2 separate regions of the Danio rerio genome follow, and region 2 is linked to region 1. Evidence: chromatin contacts called from public Hi-C data. All regions are on one chromosome and are shown on one strand. The core of a region is the stretch at or near the end of the contact, and the rest is flanking DNA. Distances in the headings are between cores, read along the strand shown.

The links. Hi-C and Micro-C count contacts between places; a contact is called where the count stands out from the background.
Region 2: a contact with region 1 is called in a Hi-C map of embryo, with 2.0 times the contacts expected there. The contact joins the enhancer-like site here to the promoter of fbxo41 in region 1. A contact is called at or near these places in 3 of 18 Hi-C or Micro-C datasets (caudal fin, embryo and an unstated tissue) and 1 of 4 datasets of contacts at active chromatin or transcription factors (caudal fin).

What each region holds. Positions count from the first base shown.
Region 1 is chr1:44,888,852-44,892,977 of GRCz12tu, reverse strand. fbxo41 (F-box protein 41) reads right to left here and starts at 2,245. Exons shown (of 14, transcript XM_073953180.1): 1 at 2,167-2,245; 2 at 1,925-2,068.
Region 2 is chr1:44,973,294-44,977,419 of GRCz12tu, reverse strand. fbxo41 (F-box protein 41) reads right to left here. Exons shown (of 14, transcript XM_073953180.1): 7 at 1-212. Among named protein-coding and RNA genes, the nearest start is that of rnf24, 78 kb to the left of the region's middle. Within about 2 kb of position 2,404, at least 15 of the 62 cell types and tissues checked have an H3K27ac peak or open chromatin away from gene starts, as enhancers often do.

The DNA of each region.
Region 1 (4,126 bases), core at 996-3,495:
TAAAATGTGGGTGGAGTAATGTTCCGTTATCATTTACTTTAACAGATAGATAACCATAAAAATACAAGTAGAAATAATTATATTTTATAAATGTACTCACATATAAGTTACATTGAAGAGTAAGTGGTTATACTAAATTCTATTTAAATGATTAAACACTTCTTACTGAAGAATCTTTTCTAGGTGAACTATTTAGGTGTATTCTATTTTAAATTAACTATTTTAACCATTTAATTTCTCATTCTTCATTAAATCGGTTAAAAATATTAATCTTATTCATTATTTTTGTGTCTAATTTTCCACCATCTTGTATACAAATATACACTACCTGACAAAAGTCTTGTCGTCAATCCCAGTTGTAAGAGCAAAAATAATAAATTCACTTCTTGATTATTTGCAAAAGTGGCAGAAGGTAGATTTTTCTGATGAATCATCAGCATCCCAATCATCACAAATACTGCAGAAGACCTACTGGAACCCACATGGACCCAAGATCCTCACAATGTTTGGTGAAGAAAAAATCATGGTTTGGGGTTACATTCAGTATGGGGCAGTGCGACAGATCTGCAGAGTTGATGGCAACATCAACAGCCTGAGGTATCAAGACATTTGTGCTGCCCATTACATTACAAACCACAGGAGAGGGCAAATTCTTCAGCAGGATAGCGCTCCCTCTCATACTTCAGCCAATAAAATCAAAGTTCGCTAAAGCAAAAAAGTTCAAGGTGCTCCAGGATTGGCCAGCCCAGTCACCATTCCATAATACCAGAAAAATCATTCTCATAATATTTTTTATTAAGAATATCTAGTAACCTCAGCTAAATGTAACAGGATCTTTTTTAAGCTTTCAGTTGGACAATATAGCTACAAACTAATATCCCAAATAATATGTAGATCCATCAACCCGTGTGTTATCGGCTGAAATGTGGTATCTATCACTGTAGAAATAAAGATGGATGATGTATTCTTGCCTTTGGAGATCTTTGGCATGTTCAATTGTTAGACCGAGCCTGCAGGATGCTCAAAACTTTACCTCAAACATCCAGATACACTGTACTGGGTTAATACTTAACCTGTACATCCTGCCACCAGCCTGTTAAGCACAAAGAAGCAAACCCTGTAGATCAGCCCAGTGAAGGAACGGGCTTCCCTCTTAACACTGTTTCCCTCACTCAAGTGATCGCCAATGGCAGAAGGCTGACACTTCATGAATGCATTAAGCCATCAATCCAATCTACTGTCAATGCTCACTGAGAAAAGGACGAGAGGAACGGGAATGGGATCCGTCTCCCACTGACTTCTAATAGATCTGAATGGGTAGCCAACACTGAGAGGATGTAAACGGCATCTAACAAGCCGTGAACGTCAAGGGATCAAAGGTGTTCCTGCTGGTTGATGTATAGAGTACTTTGAGAATAGAAACTAGATTTTTTTTAAAGCTGTTAAAGCAATGCTCATTTTGGCTTCACAAAGCCTGCCAAGAAAGTTTCATTAGCTTAAATTTTGACAGACAGACATACAGATAGATAGATAGATAGATAGATAGATAGATAGATAGATAGATAGATAGATAGATAGATAGATAGATAGATAGATAGATAGATAGAGTTCTTATGGTTTATAAAAAGATTTGGTGAAAATTATATTTCTTCCACATAATTTATATATTATTTAAAGAAAATCCTGACTTTGACCATTAGTCTATGTGCATGACTGCATATTGATGAGACTATTAGCACCATATTTTACCATAAAATGTGACAAAATACTAGTTCTAGTTATCACGTTTTTCCGTTTTGATCCACTTATTATTTTTAGACATTGTGTTTCATGTTTTATTCATCTTGATTTATCATATCAGTTATCTTGTGTGTTTTTTCTGGTTAAACTGACATGAACCGTGGAACTAAAGACTGGGACTCACCAAGCCGATGATGAGCAGTTGAGTAGTGTTGTTTGGTGTTTTCCACATGTTGTCTCTTGTCGGACTTGGACGAAGATCAACAAATTCGGCATGTTCAATCGGCATCAGAGAGTGTTCTTATTGGCTGTTCAGGTACATACAAATCTGAAGCAATGAAACAAAACAAACGAGCAAAGTGGAACACAAAAGCTGGCAGCCATTTTGTTGCATTTCTTAAATATTTGCAAACAATATAGATATACATTTAAAACTATTCCCGCATACCACACATGCGCTCCTGTGTGAATCTCGGTTGTTTGCATGCACGTCAATAACATATGCACTGCTCATGCGCCGTGAAACCGAAGTAATAGTCTTTTGTGCAGAGGTGTCGGCATGCAGCGAGTTTTGCAAGTTGACAAAATTAAAGTTTAAGGAATATGATAATGCATTGCTATAAAGCAGAAAGGAAGGATGAAGAGTCCGGGAGCTAAGACTTTATAACATTAATTCTCAGCCATGAGTCGGATCTAAAACAACAGATTTTTTTTTAATTGAATTGAATTAAATTGTCATAATATTCATGCAAAGGTTTTCTTAAGTGATCTTAGCATATCACTCCAGTTGTTACATGGTTTTCCAGTAACATTTAGGATTTATTTCTGCTTTTTATTCAGAATAATAATTTTATAATAATATTAATATTATCAAAGATAAATAAATTGTTATATTTATTGAAAAATAAATATTACAAAATAAAGGGGAGGGGTGTATGGGGTGGTTTGCCCAGGGTGCCATTTAAACTAGAACCGCCACTATTTATGGACAGAACCAGATTCAGCAGACGCAGTGACAACATTTGACGTCAGCTTGATGTCTATGTTTATGTTCATGTAACACATAGCATAGCACGTAGACATAGCTTGGTGTGTCCAGGGCTTTATAGTGTTGACTATGTTATTAGAGTCGAGTATTTTATTACAGTATGGCAATACAAACAGTCAAGGTCAGGATTATCAGTGAATTCATTCATTCATTTTCCTTCAGCTTAGTCCCTTTATTCACCAGGGGTAGCCACAGCAGAGTGAACTTATCCTGCATATGTTTTACGCAACGGATGCCCTTCCAGCTGCAAACCAGTACTGGGAAACACTCTCACATTCACACATATACACATATACTGACCCAGCTGGATCTCGAGCCAGCAACCTTCTTGCTGTGAGGCGACAGTGCTAACCACTCAGCCGCCGTGTTGGCTGATTATTACTAAATAGTACAATAAATTTCAATTTGTCTTCCCTAAACTTTACATGCCCAGAACACTTGGAATCTATGCCATGTGTCACATAGGATCATTCGTTGATACAATTGGTTTTTTTTTAAAAGCTTGATGCTGATTGCTACTCACTGTCATTTTAAGAACAAGCTTAATCAGGATTCTTTTATTATTATTATTTCTCCTGTTGTGGTTGAAAAACAGAAGAAATTGCATATGGCATCAGAAAAAGCACCAGGGTTAGTAAACTATGACTGAATGTTCATTTTGAGCTGAATGATCCCTTTAACAGACCGTTAGCTTTGACAAAAGTCTTTGATTTGTCAGCAAAATGAAGCAGATTAAAATCAAAGTTGTGAAAAATAGCTCAAGTGCCCTCGCCGATAGAAAATCTCACATCTATCTAGGTGAAGATTGTGTTGTGCACAGGGAGTGACCATGTCTTATATATATCCTAATGTAATTTCAAACAGACAGCAGTGTAGCCAAATCTCTATCGGAAACACTTCCTCTCAGTAGTAAATGCCGATAATTACTGTAGAGAAGAGTCTACATGTGTCCTCCCAGTGCTTCACACACATCTCACCTGATGTGGCCTCTCGAGGATAAGAAAACTAGGCTTTCTACTAAGAGGAAACAACTGTTGTTTCCTGCTCTGCTTTTAAAGGTATTGTCCTATTTAATTTGCACACACACATACACACACACCAGCATTCAGCCTATGTCATTTCAGTAATTAACACACGTTAGAAGAAGTCAAATAATTATACAATTTATAATGGCCTGGTAATTAAGGGTATAATTGAAGGGTATTTCTGAGTGCTCAAGCACTGTAGGATACTAGCAGAGGTCAGTTTCATCCTCCGTCATTCTCTTGCCTACCCACTGGTCAAGTAGAGTCCTTAAAGAGCTACTGAGTTTTCACAGCAAGGTCCCCAAAAAGATCT
Region 2 (4,126 bases), core at 1,155-3,654, 84 kb before region 1:
CAGCAGGACTCTGGTCCAGACGGCCGGGTGTCGAGCTACAGACCTCCAATCTCTGCACACCTCTGCTGCTCGCAGGAGCGTCTTTGTGTCCAGATAGGTGAAGATACAGAAAAGAGCGGCACGCATCTTCAGCACCTCTGGACTGATGACCTCGCTGCCTTTAGATGGGCTTTTCTCATGACGGCACGCCTTGTATCCTCCTTCAGAGCGACCTGGAGAAAGGAATAACATGAGGTGAAGAAAAATCAGCAGCAGTGGTCAACATTCATTTTCCCTGTGTAAATGAAAAACATTAAGCATGATGTCAAGAAGAAATACATCATTTGAAAAGGCTAAAAGATGAAACCATTTTGAAAGATGTAAGAAACACACAGTAACTGCTAGCCAGTTTTGAGGAAAACATGACACAGCAGGGTTAGTTGTAACAGGGTGTTACAATAAAGCCACACACTGTTGGACACCAACTAAACTAACAAAACTGATTACCATTAAAATGACCAGTTTTGAATTTTGAGTTAAGTATTGAGAACTTTTTAAATGAAAAGTTTTTAATAGAACATATTCTATTCTATTTTTTAATAGACAAAAAAATAAATTTTATTGTTAATATTGCAAATAAATGCATTGTATAATAATGGATAATAATCCAAATAAATTTAAATGTGTTTATCCAATAAATAAATAAATGTATTTATGCTGGATTGAGACTTGGGTGGGTCAGTTGGCATTTCTGTGTGGAGTTTGCATGTTCTCCCTGCGTTCGCGTGGGTTTCCTCCGGGTGCTCCGGTTTCCCCCACAGTCCATCCGGTACAGTTGAATTGGGTGAGCTAAAGTGTCCAAGTGTATGAGTGTGTGTGGATGTTTCCCAGAGTTGGGTTGCTGCTGGAAGGGCATTCGCTGCGTAAAAATGTGCTGGATAAGTTGGCGGTTCATTCCGCTGTGGCGACCCCGGATTAATAAAGGGACTAAGCCGACAAGAAAAAGAATGAATGAATGAATAAATAAAGAAATGAGCATGCTGTGCTATGCAGAATAAAATATTAATTGAGCTATGTAGTGAAGAATTATAGCTACTATTTATAAGTAAACTGGATTTAAATTAATTGTGTGAAATCTTATAAGCATGAGTTACAACTAATCCCTCTGTCTGCTACTACTTGCCCTGTAGGTAGGGTAAATAGTAACATTATACTCCTGGCTCTTTTAGCAATACTGCACAGAAACCTGCAATCTTACAACCAGGAGAGGTTGTAAGATTGTAAGACACACAAAAGTAGGAGAGGTTTGTGTGTTGTTGGTAAAAAACAAATGGTTTGTCTAACCCCATTACTTTGTTCACTATGGTCAAAACCAAAAAGTGTTACTTTGTGCCCCGCTCTCCACTATGAGATAAAAACATGTAATAATACTCCAATCTACAGACTGGTACTACTCCCAACTCGAGTTTTATGGAAGCAAAAACAGATTTTTTTTTTTTTGAGATATCATGTTTTATACTGTAATTTAAAAAGTTCAATTGCAAAAAACAAAACATGATTTAAGCAAATTACTAAACCTGGAGATTTTAGGAGACTAAAAACTTTTAAAAGATGTTGGCAATTTTTACCATCAAGAGATGTAGTTATTATCAGCATTAAATGTTTTTTTTTTACAGTGATTAAATAGATATTCTTCAAGACAGGACTTTCTGTATGAAATTTGTTCTAAAATCTATAGGACAATCAAAGAGAAACACACTTTACATCATTATGAACACCTCCTCATGTACAGTAGAGGTGAATGAGGTGCAGAGCTTAAGGAGTTTAAGCTGACTTAAACTTGCTCAGAGAAAAGCTGCTGCTATCAATCATTGTTTACTTCACTAATGATAAAGGGATCAATGATGAAGTTCAATGATGAAGGGATTGATCCAATAGGCCTATTGATAGAACAATTTGTGAAAAAAATTAAGCAGTATTTTGTAGTATTTTTAAAATACAAAAATACAGTATTTTATTTTGATACATTTGTGACTGCTGCATTTTGTAGTTCATTTTGATACACTGAAAATTGAGGTTTTTAGTAACTAATTTTAAAATACATTTCAATGTATTTTCCACATCCCAGTATTTCCCTGTATAGCACCAAAACCATAAAAAAGTGTGAAATAAAGTACAGTTGAATACAATTAAATAACGATAGAGATTCAGGATTATACTTTGAAAAAAAACAAAAACATATTTAAACATATTTGAATAATGTAACTCTTTTAATATTTTATTTTTTTAATTAAAACATAACGTAAACAGTTTTATTAATATATTAATATTAATGCTGTACATTTTCTGAGGCCCTCTAGTGGACTACTGCTTGAGAAGCGCCGCTTTTACTGGCCACATTCTGCATTACCACTGATTCCCATGATGTGGCGCCAGAGTCAAAATGAGGAGAGTTTTCATTTTCCGTCCCTTATTTCACTGCCTCCCACAGGTTCTGAAGATCCTCCAAATCAAGCAATCAGCAAGACATTTCTATCTCACAGCTCCAGCCTGACAGACCCAGATCTCCTGAGTCACACACACACACACAATCTGCTGGAGATCTAATAAGACAGAGACTGAAGAAACGGGTGCTGGCAGATTCGCCTACATTTAGAAAACACTTCAGATCAATCAAGCAAAATCTGGCAAAAGTTGTGACTCAAACAGACTCTTAAAAAATCACAGAGAACTAACGGTCCTGCTGCCTGAGCCTTCACCTGCGCATGAGCACGACGTGTGTGAATACACTCAAATACAAATGTCAGTGGTAGAAATGGGATAAATCAGACATGATCAACAGCCTAGAGACTCTGTTACTCTAACCGATATAAAATAACCCAAAATCAAACTATTAGTGGGGTCGAAAAAGTGAATTGTATTATGAAATATAATATCACAATGTATTAAATATCACAATAAAAAAATATGTAATTTGTATGGAATAATTGTATGGAATCTTATAAAATATATTATAATAAATAGAAAGCCAACATACTGTTATGCTACTTACAACATACTTGAGAAGGCCAATACTGTTATGCTACATAAAATTCTTCTTCTTCTTCTTAAGACTATTTTAAGAAGGCATCTCCTCTAGCTACCGCTTACATCAACCTAGCAACTGTTCCATAGACTTCTTTAAAAAAAGAAACTGCCATTGCCTTTACATTGAACAAACACCAATCCATACAAACAATACACTAATCCATACTAGAAACACACTAACAAACAAACTAATCATACTAAATTCATGTTAACAACATGCTAGTTTATGCTAGAAACATGCTAGCAACATGCTAATTCATACTAGAAACATGCTAATTTCATACATTCATTCATTTTCTTTTCGACTTAGTCCCTTTATTAATCTGGGGTTGCCAAAGCAGAATGAACCGCCAACTTGTCCAGCATGTTTTATGCAGCGGATGCCCTACCAGCGGCAACGCATCACTGGGAAACACTCACACATTCACACACATACACTATAAACAATTTTAGCTTACCCAATTCACCTGTACCACATGTCTTTGGACTTGTGAAGGAAACCGGAGCACCCGGATGAAACCCACGCAAACATAGGGAGAACATGCAAACTCCACTTACCTTAACAACTGCCTAGCAACCACTCAGAGCACCCTAGCGACCACCTATCAACAACTTAGCAATGACCTAGAACACCTAAGCAATTGCCTAGCTACCACCAAGCAACATCCTAGCAACCACCTAGCAATCAATCAGAACACCCTAGCGACCACCAAGCAACACCCTAGCAACCATTAGCAACATCCTAAGCTATGACCTAGCAACACCTTAGCACCAACCTAGCAAGACCTTAGCAACAACCTAGCAGCACCTTAGCAACCACCTAGCAACCACCTAACAACACCTTAGCAATTACCTAGCAATACCCTGGCAACACCTTAGCAATGACCTAAAACACCTTATCAACCGCATACCGACCACCTAGCAATTCCTTAGCAACCACTTAGAACACCCTAGCAACCAACTAGCAATGTCCTAGCAACCACAAAAACACTAAAGCAATGCCTTAGCAACTACTCAGAACACCCTACCAACCGCATAGCAACAACTTGCAACTGCCTAG